2 separate regions of the Oryzias latipes genome follow, and region 1 is linked to region 2. Evidence: chromatin contacts called from public Hi-C data. All regions are on one chromosome and are shown on one strand. The core of a region is the stretch at or near the end of the contact, and the rest is flanking DNA. Distances in the headings are between cores, read along the strand shown.

Region 1 (5,932 bases), core at 666-3,165, 350 kb after region 2:
ACGGGTCATGTGCGACAACAAGGATTCTTCAAGTGTCTCATTACCCCAGCAGCTTTATTTGTGACCGCACCCCTCTGAAATACCACAAACGTCCCTTTAACAAAAAGCTTAAGCGAGAACAAAACAATCCTTTTTCAGCTTGATCCTTCGGTTTTACTTTGGCATTTTCCCTTTTTTTTCCAGTATCTCTCAGGGAGCTTTGCGGTGTTTGTAATAACACACTCATCAGTTTTCCTGGTGTGTGTGTTTGTCTACAGTGGCTGTCTCTTTAAAGTTTAATATTACTAAAGCATTGCATTTTCAAATTGGCTGTAATTTTGTCAAGTAAGGACTTTAAAAAAAAATGCATCTTTTCATTCCGTGCTATCAATCAGTGCGAGAGCCGGAGAAGACGGTGTTCCTTGAATACAATGTAACATCATTTAATCAAAGGCAGGGAGTAATTCCCACAGCGCAGCACTTTGGATGCTCCTATCTCAGGCCACGAGCGTAACCTCTGTTTCCCCAGTGCCTTTCATTAAAGTGACTGATATTGCACATGAATAATGTAAACTGTTATTGAGCTGGTAGTGAAACTCCTGTAATTCAAGTCCACCCTCCTGTCAGTGCACCTGACAGGGAGCAAGAGTTAAAAATGTCGTCTTGCTCAGTCGTCACAAAGCCACAAGGCCTTCAGATGTCTGTGCGTTCGCATCTCTGGGTGTTTGCCAATCCTCACTGCTCACTGATACACACCATCAGAAATGCTGTCGAATGTAATTCCACATTTCCACATCTGTGGAACATGTGCTGATGCTGCCATCTTTAAATTTGAAATGGAGAGAGAGGGCCGGGCGCACAGGTTTGTTGTTGCTGAAGGAAAAGGAATGTACCCAGTTTTTCTGCGATGTCAGTCCTCCAAAAAAAAAAAAAAAAAAAAGGAGCAGAGAAACATGTTTGCCTCAGATCCACAGCTTGTTGAATTACTGTGGCACCACAACAACTTCTAACCCAATAAACACCAACCACAGCGGAGCAGATGTGCTGTCGCTCTGCTGAGTCTGTGAAGGTTTTTGGTGTGTGATGACAAAATAAATAGAAAAAACTTGACAAAAAGGAAAAAAAGAAAAGAAAAGAAAAAAAATCTCACTTCTGCAGCCCATGAGCCAGTGTCATCCCTGTAGAGTCTGTAGGTGTAGACGTAGCCTTTGCACCTGCAAACAGATAAAACAAACACCTTTTGTTCTGGGTTCACTTTTTTTTTTTAAACTTCATGAAAGATGTGCAGTTGCTGCTTCACTTCATCTTGTTGGTGATTTTCATATTTACACTGATTTTAAGTCTTTATTAGAAACCTGGATGCTGTTTTTTACCGCTTTAACGCTTTTTCTCAAATATTAGTAAAGCAATAATCTGTATATCATCAGAAATTAGAATTAGATTAATGCAAAAATATAAATATATATATATCATTTTTTATTAATACTCACAGCACACACAGGCAGTAAACGCCCGGCAACGAGTCGCTGTTGCGGATCAGATAACACCCATCCCGCCCGTCCTGGCCCAGCCGTCGCTCGCCCTCCTCCTTGCCGATAGGTCCGTGGTAAACAGGCAAATTTTCCATCGCTATTTTTCTTCAAATATGCTTATTTGCTGTAAACCAGGCCAGTTTTCTGCTCTTTTAAACACAGAAAATCTCTTTTTTTGTTGTTGTTGTTGTTTTCTGCGTTGGGAACAACAGCGTATCCTCCAGGCATTAAATCTTGTTGCCTTAAAAAGCCTGACCTTTGACCTGAAAGCTTTCCGTCTTCTTCCCAATTCCAAGCATCTCTCTCATTAACCTCTGCCACTTGTGAGCTCCTGCTCACTGCCTTCCTTGCTCTCTGTATGAGATGCACACATGTGCACCTATGCACACCAGTAAAATGTGGGTTTGTTCATCTCTCAGGAAATGGTTGTATTTCACAGCAGGAAGTGACTTCAAAGACTAACTGAACATTTCCACAACAACTGCATAACCAAGAGAGGGATCCAAAAAAAAAGGTCAAAATCATCTTTTCACTCAGGAAAACATGACATACGGCAGCAAAACCACATTTTCCAGCCTCAGTCTGTATACGTATTAGCAAAAAATTTGCTCCACCTTTTTTCCATATACATTTCTACTCAAACCACTTAAAGATTTTTTCGGGTAAATAAACTAAAGATGCTGTTCATGTGCACTTGAGACAGAAAAAGTAAAAGAAGTAGAAGAAGCTTATATATTCCACAACATTGCACTCTGCAATACTGTGTCATATCTACAACAAACAATGTTTTTGCATTCACATAATACACATTCTGCTTCAATGATAACAACAGCTTACATATGTACACTTTGTAGTTTCCTGCTAGGCTTTGATCACATGATCAGACGTATTTTGGGCATATTTAATTACAATGGTTCCAAGAACAGGAAACTACTGCATTTAGGCAGTTTGATGTGGAGCAAAAAGTGTTTTAATGCAGGCCCAAAAAGGAAAGATGAATCATTCTAGGTAGCTTGAAAGGACAATTTCCTTAGAAGTTAGACTTCTAACTCTTTATTGATCTCTTTCTTTCCTCTATCTTCTTTAAATCAATCCCCTAAAGAAAAAGGTTGATTAAAAATTAAAAAGGACTGCTCCAAGGATGTTTTGAAAGACCTTTAGGTCCTTCAAAATGAAGACTAAAACTGATTTGACCAAATTCCTTTGATCAAATCTTGGTCATTATGCTCAGCCACCCCTGCATTGACCAAACTGAGCAGCACAAATATCAATGCAAATCTAGAAAGCATGGCAGTGGAGGTATGATGATTTGGGCTTGCATTGGAGCCATGCCACTTTTTACCCAAAGGCTGAAGTTTTATCTCATTTCTAATCAGATATGTCCAACTGTTAAAATAGAAGATAAATGATTTCAAAAACATGGGGCCATGTTTAAAAAATGTTAGTTCCCAAACAACTGCTTTATGTTAATAACCCTCAATGGGCGTTCTTGGTTTTTGCTCATCATCATGTTTCTTAGAGGTTAGGTGTTATGTCACATTTTGGTTATGGTTTCATTTTTGTTATGTTTAGGTTTGCTTATCAAGCTTGGTTTCCGCCAACAAGTGTTTTATGTCTCCTGCTTTTTGGTCTACAGCAGAGGGGGGCAAACATTTTCACCCCTTTGGCCACAAAGGGTTCTAAAATTAGACAGAAGGCCCAGACAGATGCATGGAGAGTCTTGGTAACCCACCTCATGAGAGAAAGAAATAACATGGAATCTGGACCAAAACGTATATCAGTTTTCAACCAAAATCAAAGTTTGCACACATATTTTTAAACAAAACATTTTGCGCTTTTTCTTTTTTTCGAAACTTTTCCTCATTTTAGTGCCAATTGCACCAATGCCCCCCCCCCCAGGGGAAAAACACAAATTTATAGAAATGCTGTGTTCAGGTGGTGTTGGACTGAGCATATAAATTACTTTCCCGCACGCAAAAAACACACAAATGTCAGAAAAATCTTCCACAAGAACGCAGAGTAAGTTTCAGCACATATATAGGTCAATGTATTTGTACCACATCATCTGTGGGTATAGACACCAGAATTGCAGGGAAAATAAAACATTTATAAGAATATAATTTTTGGTATTTTGGCAGGCCAGTTTAAACAGTTTGACGGGCCCCATAATTTGCCAACTCCTGGTCTACAGCGGCCCTCCTGACAAATGCAAGGCTTATCGCAAGTCCAAGCAAGCTTAAAATTCAGCTTAAGTGTCAGAAACTGGTGGTGTAGGACCTACTATGTAGGAGACCAGGCTTGGTAGCAGAAACTAAAACATTTAATAACCATTCCTAAATATGACAAAAACCAGAGACTACCAAAATAGTGACAAAGCTGAGCAGATAACCTGAAAACCAGACACTTAAATAGACTGAGTGTAATGAGCTGAAATGAAGACAGCTGTGAATCATGACAAACATGACCAAAAAACATTACTGACAAAAATCAAACCAAAATCCCCCACTTTTGGCATCCCCAGCCTTGTTAATATACTTCATCATAGTTTAGGATACATCTCAAATGAGGAAGAGAGCTATTAAGATAATCAAATCAAAAAACACTTTTATTTAATCTTACATAATTATTTTTGTTTTTATCCTTCGTTTTATTTAGAGATTTTCATATCAGTGCAAGCATAGTTGGTTGGCCAAAGCAGAAAAAAGCAGCCAAAAATCTGATTTAAAACTAACTTTAGAAATCCAAAGTAAGTCTTTGGAAACAAAATCTGAAGAAAGTCACTGAGGATGAAGATTTTTGCTTAGTGTCGCTGTGGAATTATTTGATATCAACCCTCAACAGCCCCAATCAAGACAAAGTTTTCTGTTAGCTATCACTTTACTTTTCCTATCTGTCAATTCAGCATGAAAACAAAAAAGAAAAAAAAGCGTTATTGAAGCTGGACCCAAATAAAAGTTTTCACCTGCTGTTCAGTGGGGTTTTCAATGATTCCCAGCGTGCATTTTTTAATTACAGGATCACACATGCTTTCAGCCACATGCCCATGCTAGATCTTCTCATAAGCGTGTCTGTGCAAACTCGCAGCTGCTCTGCAGCACAGAGAGGAATCAACTAATGAAGCTGTGTACAACAAACCTATCGTGCAATCTGTCACGTCAGTCAGCAAGTTGTGCTGTGTCAAATTAAAGATCTGGCAAATGTTCTTCCAATGACAGCAAAGCGTCTGGCGGGCCTCGCTCACGTGTCATATTAAATGTTTGGTAAATTATTCCAGGTTTTGAGAATAACATTAACAGCATTACTAAGAGTCTTTATTAAAGGTTTTTCACAAATATCTATTAAGTGATTCTGGCATTCAGTGCCGTGTCTGAGCCAACTGTCCTCTTAATGTAGCAGTTGTTAAAGATGTCTGTGTTTCCCTTTTTCAGAAGTTTAGTCTGCTTAAGTCATCAATCTGTGTCAAAGCCATTTCTCCCTCAGCTCATAAGATCATGACTGGTGGGAGTTTGGGCTTCTATCTGAAAAAGCAGCCCGTTATTTCTTGTTTATGGTATTTACTGCATTTTAGCACCACCCAGTGGCCGTTTTGACAGATCCTGGAAGAAAGGAGGTCTTTTTTTATTTATCTTGAAAAGGAAAGATCTCTGTTATAGTTATTGAAATGAAATATATCCCTTACTAGTACACTGATGCACAATGTTTCATGAATCTAAGAAGTGACGGGCAGAAACAGAGGACAGAAAAACTGTATCAACCTGCATCTCCTTTCACTAAAACGACTGTGTTCGCTGGAATGCATCATTAGGTCAATGGTATGAGATTATAGCTTTATCCAGCCTCAATAGATGCAAAATCCTTGTTAGGCGCTCAGGGAAAGGCATAAATCATCATGATGAGCTTGAAAGTCCATCTGCTAGGTGAACAGTAATCTCAACACTTTCGTTCCCAGGTGGGGGAGGCTTTCACTCACTGCTATTACAGAGAAAATGGGAAAAAAATTGAACATTTAAATCTGCAAATGTATTTCAGAATGAGGCAGAGAAGAAGCTCGCAGCTTTTTGATTTTGAGGGAGAAATATGCTGAAACCACTGCATCAAAGAAAGACAGTACATTTTTTGGGGCAAATATTTATATCTTTACTTTATTATTTGAACTGTATGTACAGAATGTTACAGTCAAGTGTTACTTTTAGATTACAACCAAATTTTGATCCCTTAAAGTAATTGTGAATATACATTGAGAAAGACAACATTGGTGTCATTTATGTCCTTTAACAGCATCCTTCAATTGTGTTATGACAACTTGTGTCAACTTACTATTTTAGCATTAACCTTTAACTGTATATGAGAACTGGACTGAGTGACCCCTCCCTCCTGAAGTTCCAAACAGGAAGTAACCGCTGGTCCCAAAATCCCATAGA
Region 2 (6,094 bases), core at 2,142-4,641:
CCATCCGTTGGAGAAGATAGGTCTATTTCCTCCAGCGAACACTCAAACTCTGCTGTATAGCCAGCATAAGAATGCCTCTTGCCTCTGTGTCTTAGCGTCCCCCTGCTGGTCTGCTGAGGAGTACCAATGTCCCGACAGAACAACTCCTCATCCACCAGTGAGCTGGTGAACTTGGCTGTGGACAGTTTTCCCGTCTTTCCTCTGAACACTGCAGGGGATTTTAGCTTCTTAAAAGACCGAACTTTATCAGCAAATGAGAGTTTAGGGATGGAAGTCTCCCCAGGTAGGATCATGGAGTGGGGTCTCCTCTCCAGTTCTGAGACAGCTCTCTTCCTGTTCAAGATCTTCCAGATGCCCCCTGTGGCACGGGGTCTCCGACTGACCTCCTGTCTGTCCTTGACAAGGATCTGAGAAGAGGCGGCCTGGATCTCTCCTTGCTTGTCCACATTTCCTGGCCCAGCCTCCTGAATATAAACACTGCCGCTCTCATTCTCCACGTCCAGAGAAACATTAAACACTCGGTTGACAAACCCATTAGGGTTACTGCTGTCAGGGACAGGGTTGTCTGTCTGTTCCATCCTCTCTCATTCTACAGTGTCAGCTATCAGTTCCAGTAGGCATCATGTTAAGGCCCACTCGCGTTGTCAAGCACCTGGGGGAGCAAAAAACATTTTTATTCAGGAGTCTGACATTAATCTGAAAACACATTAACTACACTTAAGAAATAAGTTTTACTTACAGCAAATACTTGTATCCCTTAGCAAAAAGTAGCCTGTGTAACCCTTGTGCTATCTTAGATGACCCCACCCTTACATTGACGCATTCTCCCTACCATGACAAAGGTGGATAAAGGTGGAAAGATTTGATGGAATCCATGGACACCAGTGAAGATCACAAATCATTGAAGAAAAAAGGTTCAGAGCACTGTCTACTGGGTCTAGATGACCCAACTCCCAACGTTAGTGCCTAGGATAGCACCAGGGTTAAATGTACTAAGCAGTCTATACTAAAAGTCAGGCAGTATACTTAAAGTTTCCTTTTTTATATACTACCTATATATTATACACTTTCATTTAGTCTGAAGAACATGTACATGGTTTATAGCATACTTGCTATACTTAAACTCAAATATACTACTTTTTGCTAAGGGATATGAATGCTAACGGTGTACTTATTAGGAAGGGCATTTAATGTATTATCTAATCTGCAATAAAGGTCAAATATTTAGGAGTAACAGATGGGAACAAGCTTTCAAACAGCAAAAGTCTGGGACATCTCCTTCTTTGATGCTCAGACTTTTGAATTGCAGGGAACCCACTGTACCCTCCACCCCCAATATTTGCTTTTGCACCCCCATATTTGCTTCAAAGTAATTATTTTAGACACAATCCCAACTCACTTTTTAACTGGGAGGCGTTGTTGTCATAGAAACACTCACTATAGTGATGTCTTTTACAGATCTGCTCCAGTAGTAACACCACCGCACAGCTTAGATGGGCTTCGTCAAAAGCGGAAGATGCTTAGAGTATGCTAATTTCACTAGTTTGGTAATTCGACTAATGAGTGGAAGCATCTTGTTTATTTGAGGCTTCCACCACAACACTAGTTATTGTAAATTAAATTGTTACAGAGGATCAAAAACTTAAAAATATTATTACTTTATCACTGATAATCTTTTGAGAATAATAAAAAGGTACAGATGCTGTTTTTGGTGAGTTTTAATTGAAGTTAGGCTGCACTTAAATCTTGGATTTTTCTCTAGATAAGATTTGAGAAAAAATGAATCGCAGTGACACAAAAAGGAATTCCCACTAATGTTTTATCAAAATGAGATCGAACTACACAAAGTCAAAAGAAAAGCAACAACAAGTTAAGATACTGTTTGGTACTTATATCTAAAGAGGAAATCCTTGTTCAGCTTGGTAAAATGTGCAGGTTTACACAGTCTCAAGCTTTGAATCACCATCCTTTTCAGACGCTCTCAAAGAGTTAGTCATACTATTGTTAAGCTGCACAATGAAAAGAAAATGACTGTACATAATTAATCACGGCTACCTATAAGGGTGCACACTGTTTATATGAGGATTATAGTTTCATTAAAAAAAAAAAAAGTTAGATCAGTTCTATGTTTGGAATGCTTTCTGCAGACAAATAAACCAGAAGTGGGATGTGATCAGCTCAGATGGACAAAGTCACCCAACATTACCAGGTGATAGAAAGGGTGCACAAGGATTTTGGCAGTACCAAATTAAGAAGGTTTATAGACAAATCTCCACAAAAACACACACATTTTTTTTAAAATAAAGTTATAAGAAGTTATCAAAATCTCTGCAAGAAAATATTCTGAAATCCCAAACAGGAATTTTCTGCAACGTTCTGGGCTGTTTCACTAACAAAAATAAGAACCACAGAGACAGCCAAGTGAAGGAAGAGCATTTCCAAAGCCTTAAAAAAAGGAGGATACACATTCTTTTGATGATGTTTGTGGCCTCCAAATGTCTGGGAGTCATTTCCTAAAGGATTCATAAGAGTTTAAAAAAAAAGAATTTTGAGGTTATATTAATCCGGCCAATTAGAGTTGGAATCTCTTAAACCAGCCTCCCATTTGGATGTTATTACCCACAAATTAAGATGGAGTCTGCACTTAAAGCCCATAATATTCAACATATAGTCGAATTAAACTGTCAGTTAGGACACAGACTATTTGAATGTGTAGCTTTTTAAAAAGATAGTCCAATTTAACTTAGGAGTAACAGCAACTTGACTTCATTTTTAACCAACTTGGGGTATTAAACAGGTGAATAATGTTAACTAGTGTGGCGTTTGCGGCCACCTTCAAAACTTCAAGAACTTTACCTCTGTCTGTCTAAAAGCTGAGACTAAAGTTGTTTGTTGTTGTCCCGAGGTCTAAAAGTCAAATCGAAAAGTTACGTCATTACAAAAACTCGGGTTCACGATAAGACTGTTGAATTAGTAAAATTACCTTAAACAGTCGCTGCGTAAAAGGAAAGAAAAATGACAGCTGTAGCGCTTCAACCGTCCACATAAAGTGAATAGAGAGTTCCGTGGAAAAGGTCCACGCCGTGAAAACGCCGTGATTGAGACAGAAGAGCCGGCGCAAACTTACCAAACCTGTGCGCTTTATAAGGACATCTGCCCCGCGATCAGTCAAGTTAGACCAGCCACCGGCTGAAGTCCACCGCTGTCCTAACTGCTGCCATCCGAGGGCGAGAAGGCGGACGCTGCGATAGGAACAGCGACTCCCTTTGCGCCTCTCATTTGACTCCTTTTTTTCCCTTCTAACTTTCTGAAGTGAGGCTCCAACGTTTCAAAAAAAGTTTCCCGGTGAACTCTTGCCCTGTGCGCCTTAGCAGACCCCGACACTCTGATTTGTGATAAAGCTCTTTACGCACGGAGAAACAACACATCCTCCTTCACGCGCGCACGCACACACACACTTACACACATTAGTTCCACACATACACACAGACCAGAACATAAAAACTATAATTATTTTCAGTCAAAAGCTAATAACAGATAGTTAAAAGCTTAGTAAGGTCTTTAAAACTACTAAAATTCATAAATCGCTTGTATTCTGTGTTGTTCTCGTGTTTCTTCTGTCCCTCATGACTGTTGTTCCACCTTTTTTTAATGCAGGTCATACACATTCACATACACACATAGTATTTGTTGGATGGTTTTGTTACAAAAGCACTTATAACTTCCAAAGGAACATCAGTGAAAACAAGTGATTGACTGAACTCTGGTCTCTGGCTGATCCTCCTATGGGATTTGCTCTGAATGTGAAAATCCTTCTATTCAAGTGACACAATGGGGAGAGGGAGCTGGAGGGTGTGTGTGTGTGTGTGGGGGGGGGGGGGGACTGAAGGAACTCAGAAAACTAAACAGCTCCATAAGTCCATAGCCCTGAAAGAGGAGATGGTGGAAGAAGGGGGCCTAAATTTAAACGTTTCCTCTTTGTCCTGTTTTGGGCCCATTGTCACAGCGTGGCGTTCTCCCTTCTGCACAGGAAGGAGTGGATCTGACATCAACGCTCTCAGGCTGACAATGCCAGGAAGTCTGTCTGACTGTATGTAAATATCTCTGCGTGTCCATGCTTCCCTTGCTTGTCCGTGGAGCAGCTCTCCGCTCCCTCGTCCGCTTTACAGCTGCAGTTCTTGGTGGTGTAAGCAGCAACTCTGATGATTTACATGCCACACTCTCCTGATAACTCATCCGCAACTGTCACTGTGACTTACAGCAGCCTCATCTCCATGTGACATTATGGAACTTCCATATTTGCAAAGATTCTTTTTTTATGTAAATGATTTCAGGATTAGTCACATTTTTTTTAATTCCTTTTGAATTCAGACACATTCTTGCATTTTTTAAGGCTAAAACTATTCCCTTTGTTCCTATACTTATTTAATTCTTGCAAACTTCCTCAAGACCGCCTTCCTGCCGTCCTCCTGCTGTCACAAAACATCCTGGCTCGAACAGGCAGCAGGTTCTTCCTCATCTTTCACAAAAAAATTCACCCAAATAGTGTAAACATGACAGAAAATTAAGTAGGATAAAATTAAAACAATGGATAGCATTGAAAAAGTGAATCGTCATTTGCAGGGCTTTCTTTTTTTGGTTTTGTTGACTTGACTTTTTTTTTTTCAGAGCAAAACCAAACCCTTTGAAATGATGTCATCCATCCCTCAATTTCAGAACAATCGTCTTCTTCCTCTCCATCGTATGACACGGTCCACACTTACAGATTTTATTTTTTGGGGGGGGGGAACTACAGAGGACAAACACCCTCAGCATAGACCCAGCTGTAATTATTTCACCAGTCTTTGTCAAAGCTGCTGAGAGAAAACAGGCTGCCGTGAAAAAGCCAGCCAGACAGAGGGAGGGGAGAGGGAGGTGGGGGGGAGGAGAGGGATTGGGGGGGGGGGGGGGGGGGCAGATATGTTGTGATATCAAATGAAAGGCTTAGTAAAGCCATGGGAACTAGATGCATAAGCTGCAGCTCATGTGAGAACAGCTGGGAGGTCAAGTCCAAGTTTTGTTTTGAGTGCAGGTGTTTGGTGAAAACAGACTGAGGTTTACTCCATTTTCTCAGAAGGAGACGGTTGCTGAGTTTGGGGAGACTGGGGAGAGATGCTGTGTAGTTATGGGGGGGGGGGGGGGGGGGGGCATCACAAACAATAAGCCTACAATAGTTCTTTTTTGGATGGATTTCCCCGCCCCCAAATTTTTGGAATAAAAATCATTTTCAGGTAGTCTTTTCCTCTGGTATCAGACCTTGAATTACTCGGACATTCCTGAAATTCCCGCTGGACTGACCTGCATACTCTTCTGGCTTGGGTGCAACATGGCACTGCGTTCAACACACACACATACATACACAAGTTCACACCCCTTTTGAACCCATCTTACCAGTTCACATTGTGACATCTGACTCTTTTGATCCCAACTTCAATCCCCTCAGGTTAATCAATCAATTTAGGCCCTTTAATGTGTGTGTGCCAGCACACGACAGCTGGAATGTGTGAAGAGAGATGTCAGTGATGGGAATTTCTCACTTTTTAAGAGTCTCTTCTGTAAGAAGAAGGAAAGAGGGGAGTGTGAAAGGACAGGACAGAGGGAGTGTGCTGGTTTGTTAGTTAGTGTGCATGCGCAGCTTTCAGCTGGGGGATTTTTTTGTCTTTATCGGGATGAATCTGAAAACAGGAAGGCGGGTTCCAATAAACAAGACGAGCGGAAGAGTACCAGAGTTTTACTTCCTGTTTCAGAGCTTGGAAGGAAACAGCAGATTTTTTAGGAATTCAAAGCAGGAGTAACACTCCTGTAGGCTACCATCTCCAACATGCTCTGAAAAAAGAAAAAACAATAACAACACTTTTTTATGCCCTTTTTTATAAAATAGGAGCAATTAATTCAGAATATTTGACTGGCTCTGTATCCTGCTATGCCCTGCAGGCTGAGCTAAACTTGGCTTTGTTTGTGGGTCAGGATCAGTGACAAAAAAAGCAGCCTGGCACTATATGCCACTTCTGCTCATCTGGGTGTATTCCACTGATGACAAAAAAATTAAATAAAT

What was found. A called contact is a pair of places that touch in the nucleus more often than the background predicts.
Region 1: a Hi-C map of embryo shows a contact between it and region 2, with 1.6 times the contacts expected there. The contact joins the promoter of LOC101173952 here to the promoter of arhgef9 in region 2. A contact is called at or near these places in 2 of 5 Hi-C or Micro-C datasets (embryo and fibroblasts).

What each region holds. Positions count from the first base shown.
Region 1 is chr10:22,618,001-22,623,932 of ASM223467v1, forward strand. It overlaps LOC101173952 (SH2 domain-containing protein 1A), which reads right to left and starts at 1,916. Exons shown (of 3, transcript XM_004073542.4): 1 at 1,470-1,916; 2 at 1,130-1,193. The coding sequence starts at 1,606. It overlaps LOC101174201 (type-2 angiotensin II receptor), which reads right to left. Exons shown (of 2, transcript XM_004073543.4): 2 at 5,624-5,932.
Region 2 is chr10:22,265,042-22,271,135 of ASM223467v1, forward strand. It overlaps arhgef9 (rho guanine nucleotide exchange factor 9), which reads right to left and starts at 3,392. Exons shown (of 16, transcript XM_020706732.2): 1 at 3,128-3,392; 2 at 1-652. The coding sequence starts at 578.